Linked DNA regions of Mus musculus: region 2 is linked to region 1. The links are chromatin contacts, called in public HiChIP or PLAC-seq maps. All regions are on one chromosome and are shown on one strand. The core of a region is the stretch at or near the end of the contact, and the rest is flanking DNA. Distances in the headings are between cores, read along the strand shown. Region 1 overlaps Gm34441 (a long non-coding RNA gene). Region 2 holds the start of Neurod6 (neurogenic differentiation 6).

Evidence for each region. HiChIP or PLAC-seq counts read pairs in DNA pulled down with a chosen protein or histone mark.
Region 2: an H3K4me3 HiChIP or PLAC-seq map of embryonic forebrain shows a contact between it and region 1, with 7 times the contacts expected there. The contact joins the promoter of Neurod6 here to the enhancer-like site in region 1. A contact is called at or near these places in 1 of 39 promoter capture datasets (cranial neural crest), 2 of 484 Hi-C or Micro-C datasets (LSK cells and forebrain neurons), 3 of 115 datasets of contacts at active chromatin or transcription factors (embryonic forebrain, forebrain and neural progenitor cells) and 2 of 9 other capture datasets (liver and pancreatic islet).

What each region holds. Positions count from the first base shown.
Region 1 is chr6:55,576,858-55,581,318 of GRCm38.p6, reverse strand. It overlaps Gm34441 (a long non-coding RNA gene), which reads right to left. Exons shown (of 7, transcript XR_869122.1): 2 at 2,887-2,955; 3 at 658-1,089. Among named protein-coding and RNA genes, the nearest start is that of Gm34441, 42 kb to the right of the region's middle. Within about 2 kb of position 2,023, at least 16 of the 459 cell types and tissues checked have an H3K27ac peak or open chromatin away from gene starts, as enhancers often do. A contact at or near this core is called in embryonic forebrain and forebrain, where this site is marked.
Region 2 is chr6:55,678,641-55,683,101 of GRCm38.p6, reverse strand. Neurod6 (neurogenic differentiation 6) reads left to right here and starts at 1,839. Exons shown (of 2, transcript NM_009717.2): 1 at 1,839-2,138; 2 at 3,431-4,461. The coding sequence starts at 3,452.

The sequences.
Region 1 (4,461 bases), core at 774-3,273:
GTCTGCTCTCCCACTGTATTTGACATCTGTTCTTCATCGCACCCTAGGAAATGGGTTGCCAGCAGTCCCTTGCTCTGCAAAGCATTCAGTGAGCTCCCTCTTACCCGGCATTTTCTCCCCATTCTCCCTTTACATCTATGCTCCCCAGACTTTGGGTGTGATTGATCCACGTTTCTGAACCTTGGGGCCACAGCGCCATGATAGCTCATGAATTAGGATTCTGACTTTAATTACTTATAATTTTGGAACACTTAATAAATTAATAGTCCACAGTTATAATCCTACATATACATACATGTTTGGATCAGAAAGCTTGTGCTCGCTCAGTGCAAGGACTCTCTCTGATTCACCTCTGGACCTCCATTGTGCGGGGGTGGGGGGGCCAACTGTTATGATTTCATAACAAAGGAGAAGAATGTAAAATTCAAAATACTATTTGTTCATTGTCAAGGCCTGAACTAGTGTGCTAGTCACATCAGAAATAGAGTTTTAACACACAGCAAGATGATCTAAATGGTCTATTTCTAATTTGGTTCCTTTGCCTCCCAAAATACCACTGTAAAACTATTTCATTAGTAAAATCAGTAAAAGAAGTCTATTACATCTCCTTAGATAATGTTACCACTGTTGAGCATGTCAGGCCAAAGCCCCCATTACCTTGGATGGGATTCCAGCAGATAAGCCTTTATAATTCTAATCCGCATTTCCTTTTATCCTCAATTACTAGAAGAAAGGAAAAGACAGAGGTGAAAAGTTAAAGGGGAATAATATTGCCGTGCTTACAGTCTCTCTCCCCCCTCCCCAATGTTTTTCTCTTTAATGCGTGCAATTGGTAATTAAATATATTTCTGCTGGTCTTGTGGCCATATGCCTACAATATGTAAAACTACATTTGTGCTTTTCCCCCTCCATTCCTTTTGTTCCCATTGCTGACTGCTGTCAGAGAGAGAGAGAGAGAGAGAGAGAGAGAGAGAGAGAGAGAGAGAGAGAGAGAGAACAGTCCAGATTCCCGTGTGCTGGTATCCATGGGCTCCGACGTGCCAAGCTGCCAGTCTGGGCCGTCACACCTTGCTGCCTTTAAAGATTGCCCTGCAGAGATAGAGGGAAATGGCAATTTTTACATGATGCAGTCTGGCGACCCAAGAGATTTGAAGTCAGAACTGGTGCCAAGATTTACCCAGGAGAGCAAGCAGAGGCAAAAAAAAAAAAAAAAAAAAACCTGGACCAAAAGGGGGGAAAAAAAAAAGAAAGAAAGAAAGAAAGAAAGAAAGAAAAGAAAAGAAAGGAGATGCAGGGAGGGGTGGGGGATGGGAAGTCATGGTGAAATCTCTGGGGGTTCTCTCCAAAGGCCTGAGCTGAAGGCTCCTGAGTGGGCAAAGGCTAAGATTCTAGGACTGCGTGGGTCCTAAAGAAAGTCAAAGGGAAGAGGTCGGCTTTTTTGCATGCCCTAAATTGTAGTAGATTGCAGAATGTAAATGAGACAATTATTACACCAACGCTCATCAAGCTGGGCTGGAAAGACTTCAATAGCCTGATGAATATGCATGCAAATTTGTTAATTAAGTTAATTATTCTGCTGAAAATTCATTTGTCTTCCAAGGACATTTTCCCCATGACTTTAACATGCGAGCGCCATTAGTCACGCTCCGTGCGATTCCACCTTACTTTTGTCCACTTCCTTCCCCCGCCTTGTTTTATAAAAATATTTTAAAGTTGTCAAAAAACACTCAATTGGTTCTTTTAATTGACCCCTGCCATGTTGGAAGATGCCTGGAGCCAGCTCGGTAGGCACTCTCAGAAACACGTTTCAATTAAATATTTCCTTGATATATAAAATGTCTGCAAAATGTCACATTGGTGGGGAGGAGAAGGGCTCTATCTGGGATCATTAAAGCTCGAATGTGAATGTTCTCTGTAGTGACTGTAAGAGGTAATCTGTCCCTGCTGTGGGCGATTTCCCAGCTCTGAGTGCTATTTGATGCTGGGATCTACCTTGCTGTGGAGGCGGTGATTCCAGGCTTGCCGCTCCTCCTGCCTCAAGGCAGAAGGAAAGCCAGTGAACATGTGTGTTCAAACAAGAACTGGTACTATGGTGGTTTTCTGTCACCCATGAGGGCCCAAACCTGTTACCATGGCAACATGGGGGGGGGAATGGTGGGTTTAAAATCACATCTAAATGGCAAATTGAGATATTTGAAACAAACAGTCGGGTTTAATTTTGTTAGCAAAAAAAAAAAAAAATTGTAGGGTGATATTTTTTTAATGACCATCCCTTTGCTGGAGAAAGTGGGTTTACTTAATGGAGGCCTTCGCTGTGGGCCTCACAATCATAATCAATAGTAGACTGGGAGATTCTGACCAAATGCCTGATCTTAAGGCTCCTAGATACACATGAAATATCCTGTTCAAACCTCCCCAGACCAATATCTAGTCACCACTACTGGGCCAGTTCAGATGCAACAGAACACAGGCCTGATACAGATTAATGTTCTTAGTGGAGTCTTGAGAAAGAGTATTTGAAATCAATACCATTCCAGAAAAGCAGAAGGGCTGGGATTGCCTGTATGTGTTAGACAATCGCTGTCAGAAGGGCTAGCCTCAGCTGCAGCCAAGGTCACCTGTGTGTGTTAGACAATCACTGTCAGAGGGGCTAGCCTCAGCTGGGGCCAAAGTGACCTGTGTGTGTTAGACAATCACTGTCAGAGGGGCTAGCCTCAGCTGGGGCCAAGGTGACCTGTGTGTGTTAGACAATCACTGTCAGAGGGGCTAGCCTCAGCTGGGGCCAAGGTGACCTCATGTGCTGCTTCAAAGCTGTGCTCGCACCCTTTGTTCTCCTTAGAACAGCAGATTCACATCCTCCCAAACTTCTTTCAGAAAGAAGCTCACCCATGTGACTTCCGGCTACCAAGCTTCATCTCATCTCACAGCTAAGGCAGATCACACTCTTGGAGCCAGCTAAAGGAAAGAGGACATCATAATGAAAGGAACAAAATTTAATTGAAAGAGTAGAAGAAAAATTAATTGGCATGCCACATCTTTGGAGCCAAAGTATCTGTTTTATACACTATGAGTGGCACTCCATGTCACATAGATTGTAAACCAATTAAGATGATATTTTAAACCCTGAGATTTCTATAATTCCATCTGTTTTAGGTTTAATTAACAAAGTTACAAAAGCCAAATATATTTGAATGTTTTGAAAGCAGGCTGAATGGCAAAAGAAAAAATGAAAAGTTCCCATAAATATTTAACTATATAATCATGTACATTTCATGAGAATGTACTTTCCATGTGCTCTAAGACGTTACATGCGATTTTTTTCTATATTTTACCAACAAGAAACCACATCCAAGAGAAATTATGATCAAATGCCGTTAGGCTGTAAATTAATTCAGCTGTTTTTTTTTTTTTTGTTTTTTTTTTTATGGTTTTTTGGTTTGGGTTGGTTTTTTTTTTTTTTTTTTTTTTTTTTTTACCAAATTTCCAGAGATTCCTTCTGACAAAACTCATACCTATCCCCTAAGTTTGATCACCAGCCCAGCAGTTTGGCAGCTGCATAGAGTTAAGTGCTATGACACTTGCTTCTTAAAATATTGTCTCTGCCTTGGAGAGGGTTAGTGGCTCACAGGTAGAAGGACTCGCTCATCATCAGACAAACATTTTCAGTCTCCCAATAACACAATTTTGAAAAGTAAAACCACATAATGATATGGCATCTTTAAAATTGAACACAAAACCGAAACATATAAATTGAAGAATTTAAGTCTCTTCACACTGTTATTGAAGGAAAACATTATGCTGAATTTTTCAAGCCCAGCCCAACATGAACTCTTGCCATGTTCTTTGGTTTGGTTGTTGCGCTGAGCAGCTGTGCACTATTCTGGGCCTCATATGGCCCCAGTCACCAGTGAATGACAGAATGACAGTGACAGTGTGACACATGATATCTACTCTGCTCAAACCCCTGCCATCCCATGATGGTGACTCAGTGGGTGTCCAGCTCTGTCCTCCTTACTGTATTGCTGACAAGGAGTAATTAATATTGTGTAAGCTTGTCTTCTTCATTACCAGAAATAAGATGAGGACACTATATCCTACCCTGTTCTATTTAAACAGGTGGCTTTTGCTTCTGTTTGCATCAAACACTAACAATTAAGAAAACTGAATAATAATAATAACAATAATAAAAAAACCCAAGATGCACCAAACCCATGTACAGCATCCACGTCACTCTGGAAAACTGACACTTAGCAAGAGTCTACCTGAAGGCACACTTTATGACTGTATCTCTTTCAGTATTGCCTCAACCACCCAAGAGGGAAAAGTCAGCCATCCCCCATTTGAAAAATAAAACCAAAGACAAAATGTTGCTCAAGTAATAAAAAGGATAGAAATATCAATAAGCAGGCAGAGGACCAAGATCTGGGCTTTCATGCCAGTCCAAAGCTCACAGTTCTAAGG
Region 2 (4,461 bases), core at 590-3,089, 100 kb before region 1:
AGTTGTAACATGGGAGATCCAAGGCGGCTCTGCCTGCCTTTGTAGCTCAGGAATCTGATGTTTTCCCCTCCTTCACATTTAAAAATTAAATCACACACGAGAACAACTGACACCAGCATCTGCCTTTCTATTGATATTCTTGGTATTTATGCAAAATCACATTTAGATGTTGAACCAAAAGCTACACAAAATATATTTAAAACGTCACTAGTAAAACTGAGCTGCAAATTCTAAAATGACTGATGTGACAAGTTTTAGTGTGAAATACAAGCTAGCCCCACTGACCTATTTTAATCTATAAATTAATAGGTCTACTAGTGTTTTAAATTTTTGCTCTTTTTTTTACTGCCTCTTTAAGAGAGATGAAAAGCACTTTTCCCTAGCATCTTTCTTTTGGTCAACCCTCGATCTTTTCTACAACCTTTCAGGAAAGGTCAGGCAAACTTTTTTAAGGGGATAGACCTGAGTAGGGTAAAAGGAGCAGAATTGAACCTGGGTGCCAGTTTGGTTGAATCCAAAGTGTATTAAAGCGGCCGAATTCTAAATCTTTCAAAGGTGGGATTTATAAGGGAAGTGCTAACACGACCTCAACCATGCCAGGCTGCCAGGAATTATACTGGGACCAAGAGCATGCTTTTCCACATTAGAGCCAGAGATTGTGCAACTGTCAAACAATGCGGCTTGTCTTTATTTGTTTGTTTGTTTCACTTTTTCAAAAGTTCACATTTTGCCATTTTCTGGTGTGCCTAAAATTCCATGTCCGTTCGGGAAGGAGATGTCTCAGAGGAGGAGAGGAGTGGAGAGAGAGGGCCCCTAGCTTTACATCCTGTTTCATTAGAAGGGCTTTGCCAGCTCTGCTTAACTGCTTCTGCCCTGCTTCGTTAAAAAGGCACCAGGAGGGGGAACGAGGGAAAAGGAGAAATAGAACAGAACACTGATGTTAAAACAATAAGATACTTAAGTGAATCTGGGTCTAGAGAAAACAATGTAGCAAGGATAAAATTAGTAGGGCAGAGAAAAAAAATAATGAAAGCTCCAAAAATTAAGGAAATTAAACCTTTGGTTTAAAAGAATAAATAAAATGTGCTGCTGCCACATGTCAAGGGGAGAAAAACAGCAGATTGAAGCGATGGTTTTCCTGTTTATTGTGTCTGAAAGGAGAAAGCACAAGCAGGTTAAACACCAGGAGATCAGGGAGAGGAACTGAGAGGAGTTAGTGGCTCAGCGGTGAGCAAAATCTAACCAAAGACTCACTTTAGCTCTACAATTGGTCTGTGTGCAGTTCTGTCTGCATACACTCCCTCTGAAAAGTTGCGGAAAAGACAGCAGCAAGTGTAAGGGAGCATTTGAAGATGTCTTTCACAGACCCCAGATGGATAAACTGATCTTTTATTCTGAAATCCTGAGAAGCAAAGAAGTCGGGAGTAGAAAAATACACAGGCACACACCCACAAGTTACATGCCGTAAAGCAAAACAGGGAAATAAGAAGCCCTTTGCTGACCCCTTTGTCGACCTTAATCTTGGTTTCCTTCAGTATCCAACCCCAGCTTCTAGTTCCCACACAAGGCTCTCCTTCCCTGGTACCCAGATGCACCAGGAGGAGCTGGTGATCCTTGCAAAACAACAACCCCACAAACAACAAAAACCTCTCTCACTCACACAAAAGCCCACCTTGCAAATGAATGGAATATTAACGACTGCCTAACAGTTGCACCATTGGCAGGGCGAAACACATCACTAACACAGCTCTTTCTACAGATTGCCAGTGAGACCCGAGCAGCTAGAAGAGAAACACACCTACTGTATGTAAAAGGCTGGTGCAGATTTTTTCCCTATCAGTCTAACCTCCTGTGTTGATGCATGAATGCTGGTACCCACTTACAGGGATGCCAGATGATCAGTGCAGAATGAAGGTCCCAAGAGAGGATCACATGGCTCTCTCTGCCCTGTGACGTCACTAGCAGATGGCATGGGTACCAGCTCTGGCAGTTGGCATCAATGTCACTTTTTAGAGATCAATGAGATAGTGCAGATACACACAGATCTAGAGGCTCCAGGAGACGATGCGACACTCAGCCTGAAAAGATTTGGAAGATCCAAAATGAAAACTGATTATTGAATGAAATTAAAACCTAAGGTAATATAAATAAAGATCTACTCAATTGATGCTGGCTTTGCATGCAAGTATTTAAAGATACAGTATCACTGTCTTAGAGTATTTCTATGTTCTTTGCCATCTATAAGTTCTTATCATATTTCATTCTTATGATATAATTATCACATACTTTCATTACTATTATGTAACATTGCAAATATGTGTATATTTTGTGTGTGTGTGTGTGTGTGTGTGTGTGTGTGTGTGTGTGTGTGTATGTGTAGTGAGGGGCTGGAGATTGTTAAATTAAAAGTCTCTGTTTTAATGTGCCTATTTGGTTGAAGACTTTAGATGAAAAATATTTGCTGCTTTACCCAACAAAAACAAAAAAAAATGCATTTTAAACACAAATTATTTTCCCCTTTCATTTGGGATTCTGAACACACGTGCACAATTGCAGCCAGAATCCGTGGACCGTCCCTGTCCGATATTAGCTAGAGGGAGACTTCCGTGGCTCTTAGAACAAAAACACTAGGAGCGGAACAGCAGTAAACAGACAATTACATTGAGGGAATTCTTAGATGTTAAAGCAGTCGCAACATTTGCTTTGATTTAAAAAAAAAATGCCAGTAATGTTTGTGAGTTTTTTTCCCATTTGTTTATAGTTTTATTTTCGAATGACTCTACTCCCCTTTCCTTTCCTCGAGGCTGGGAGGGCAGCACTCTCTTGCATAGTTCTTCACTCATCAGGAAAAAAAATCAATTTTAAATTTGATCTGATTGATCTTTTCTTTAAATCTGCATGTTCTACAGTCACTTATCTAAATTCCCAGTTTGAGGTTAACAGAAAATAAAGTTGGGGAATATTTTTTTCTAACAAAACCCCCTCCGTTTGTTAGCTTAAGGGAGAGAGAACACTTTTCGTTTTAAACATTGGTTTCTTTTCTATTTTGTTCTCGGGGGAATTAGAATTAATGAAGGTCTGCATTATTGTGTCCTGCTTTTATTTGCTTTAACTCCACTCCATGTGTATTAAAAATCCAGTTTAAAATCCAAGAGAAATAGAAAATGCGATCGTCTCTAATAAGTATTTTCTTTTATATTTTCTTTTGATAATAACTTGCCTGTATAAATTAAGGCTTCTGCATAGATCAATGTCTTTATGATTGTTGGTCTGTGAAAACTCAAATTTTTTATTTAATATAAGAGTCCTGGAATCAGTCTTTTTCATTCTGCTCTTGGAGTCTTAACGATTTAGTCATCAAATATATTTTGAAGTATATCAATGCTAAAAATGAAAACACTTTACATACTGTGCTGGCATTTTTTTTCAGGTAAATTAAGGTTAAAGAACCATGTTAACACTACCGTTTGACGAGTCTGTCGTAATGCCCGAATCCCAGATGTGCAGAAAGTTTGCTAGACAATGTGAGGACCAGAAACAAATTAAGAAACCAGAGAGCTTTCCAAAACAAGTTGTCCTTCGAGGAAAGAGCATTAAAAGGGCCCCTGGAGAAGAAACCGAGAAAGAAGAGGAGGAAGAAGACAGAGAGGAAGAAGATGAGAATGGCTTGTCCAGAAGGAGGGGGCTCAGGAAAAAAAAGACCACCAAACTACGACTGGAAAGGGTCAAGTTCAGGAGACAGGAAGCTAATGCGCGCGAGAGGAACCGGATGCACGGCCTCAATGATGCTCTGGACAATTTGCGAAAAGTGGTCCCCTGTTACTCTAAAACCCAAAAACTGTCCAAAATAGAAACTTTACGACTGGCCAAAAATTACATCTGGGCACTTTCTGAAATTCTGAGGATTGGCAAGAGACCGGATCTGCTCACGTTCGTCCAAAACTTATGCAAAGGTCTTTCCCAGCCAACTACAAACTTGGTGGCAGGCTGCTTACAGCTCAACGCCAGAAGTTTCCTGATGGGTCAGGGTGGGGAGGCTGCCCACCACACAAGGTCACCCTACTCCACATTCTACCCACCCTACCACAGCCCTGAGCTGGCCACTCCCCCAGGGCATGGGACTCTTGATAATTCCAAGTCCATGAAACCCTACAATTACTGCAGTGCATATGAATCCTTCTATGAAAGTACCTCCCCTGAGTGTGCCAGCCCTCAGTTTGAAGGTCCCTTAAGTCCTCCCCCAATTAACTATAATGGGATATTTTCCCTGAAGCAAGAAGAAACCTTGGACTATGGCAAAAATTACAATTATGGCATGCATTACTGTGCAGTGCCACCCAGGGGTCCCCTTGGGCAGGGTGCCATGTTCAGGTTGCCCACCGACAGCCACTTCCCTTACGACTTACATCTGCGCAGCCAATCTCTCACTATGCAAGATGAATTAAATGCAGTTTTTCATAA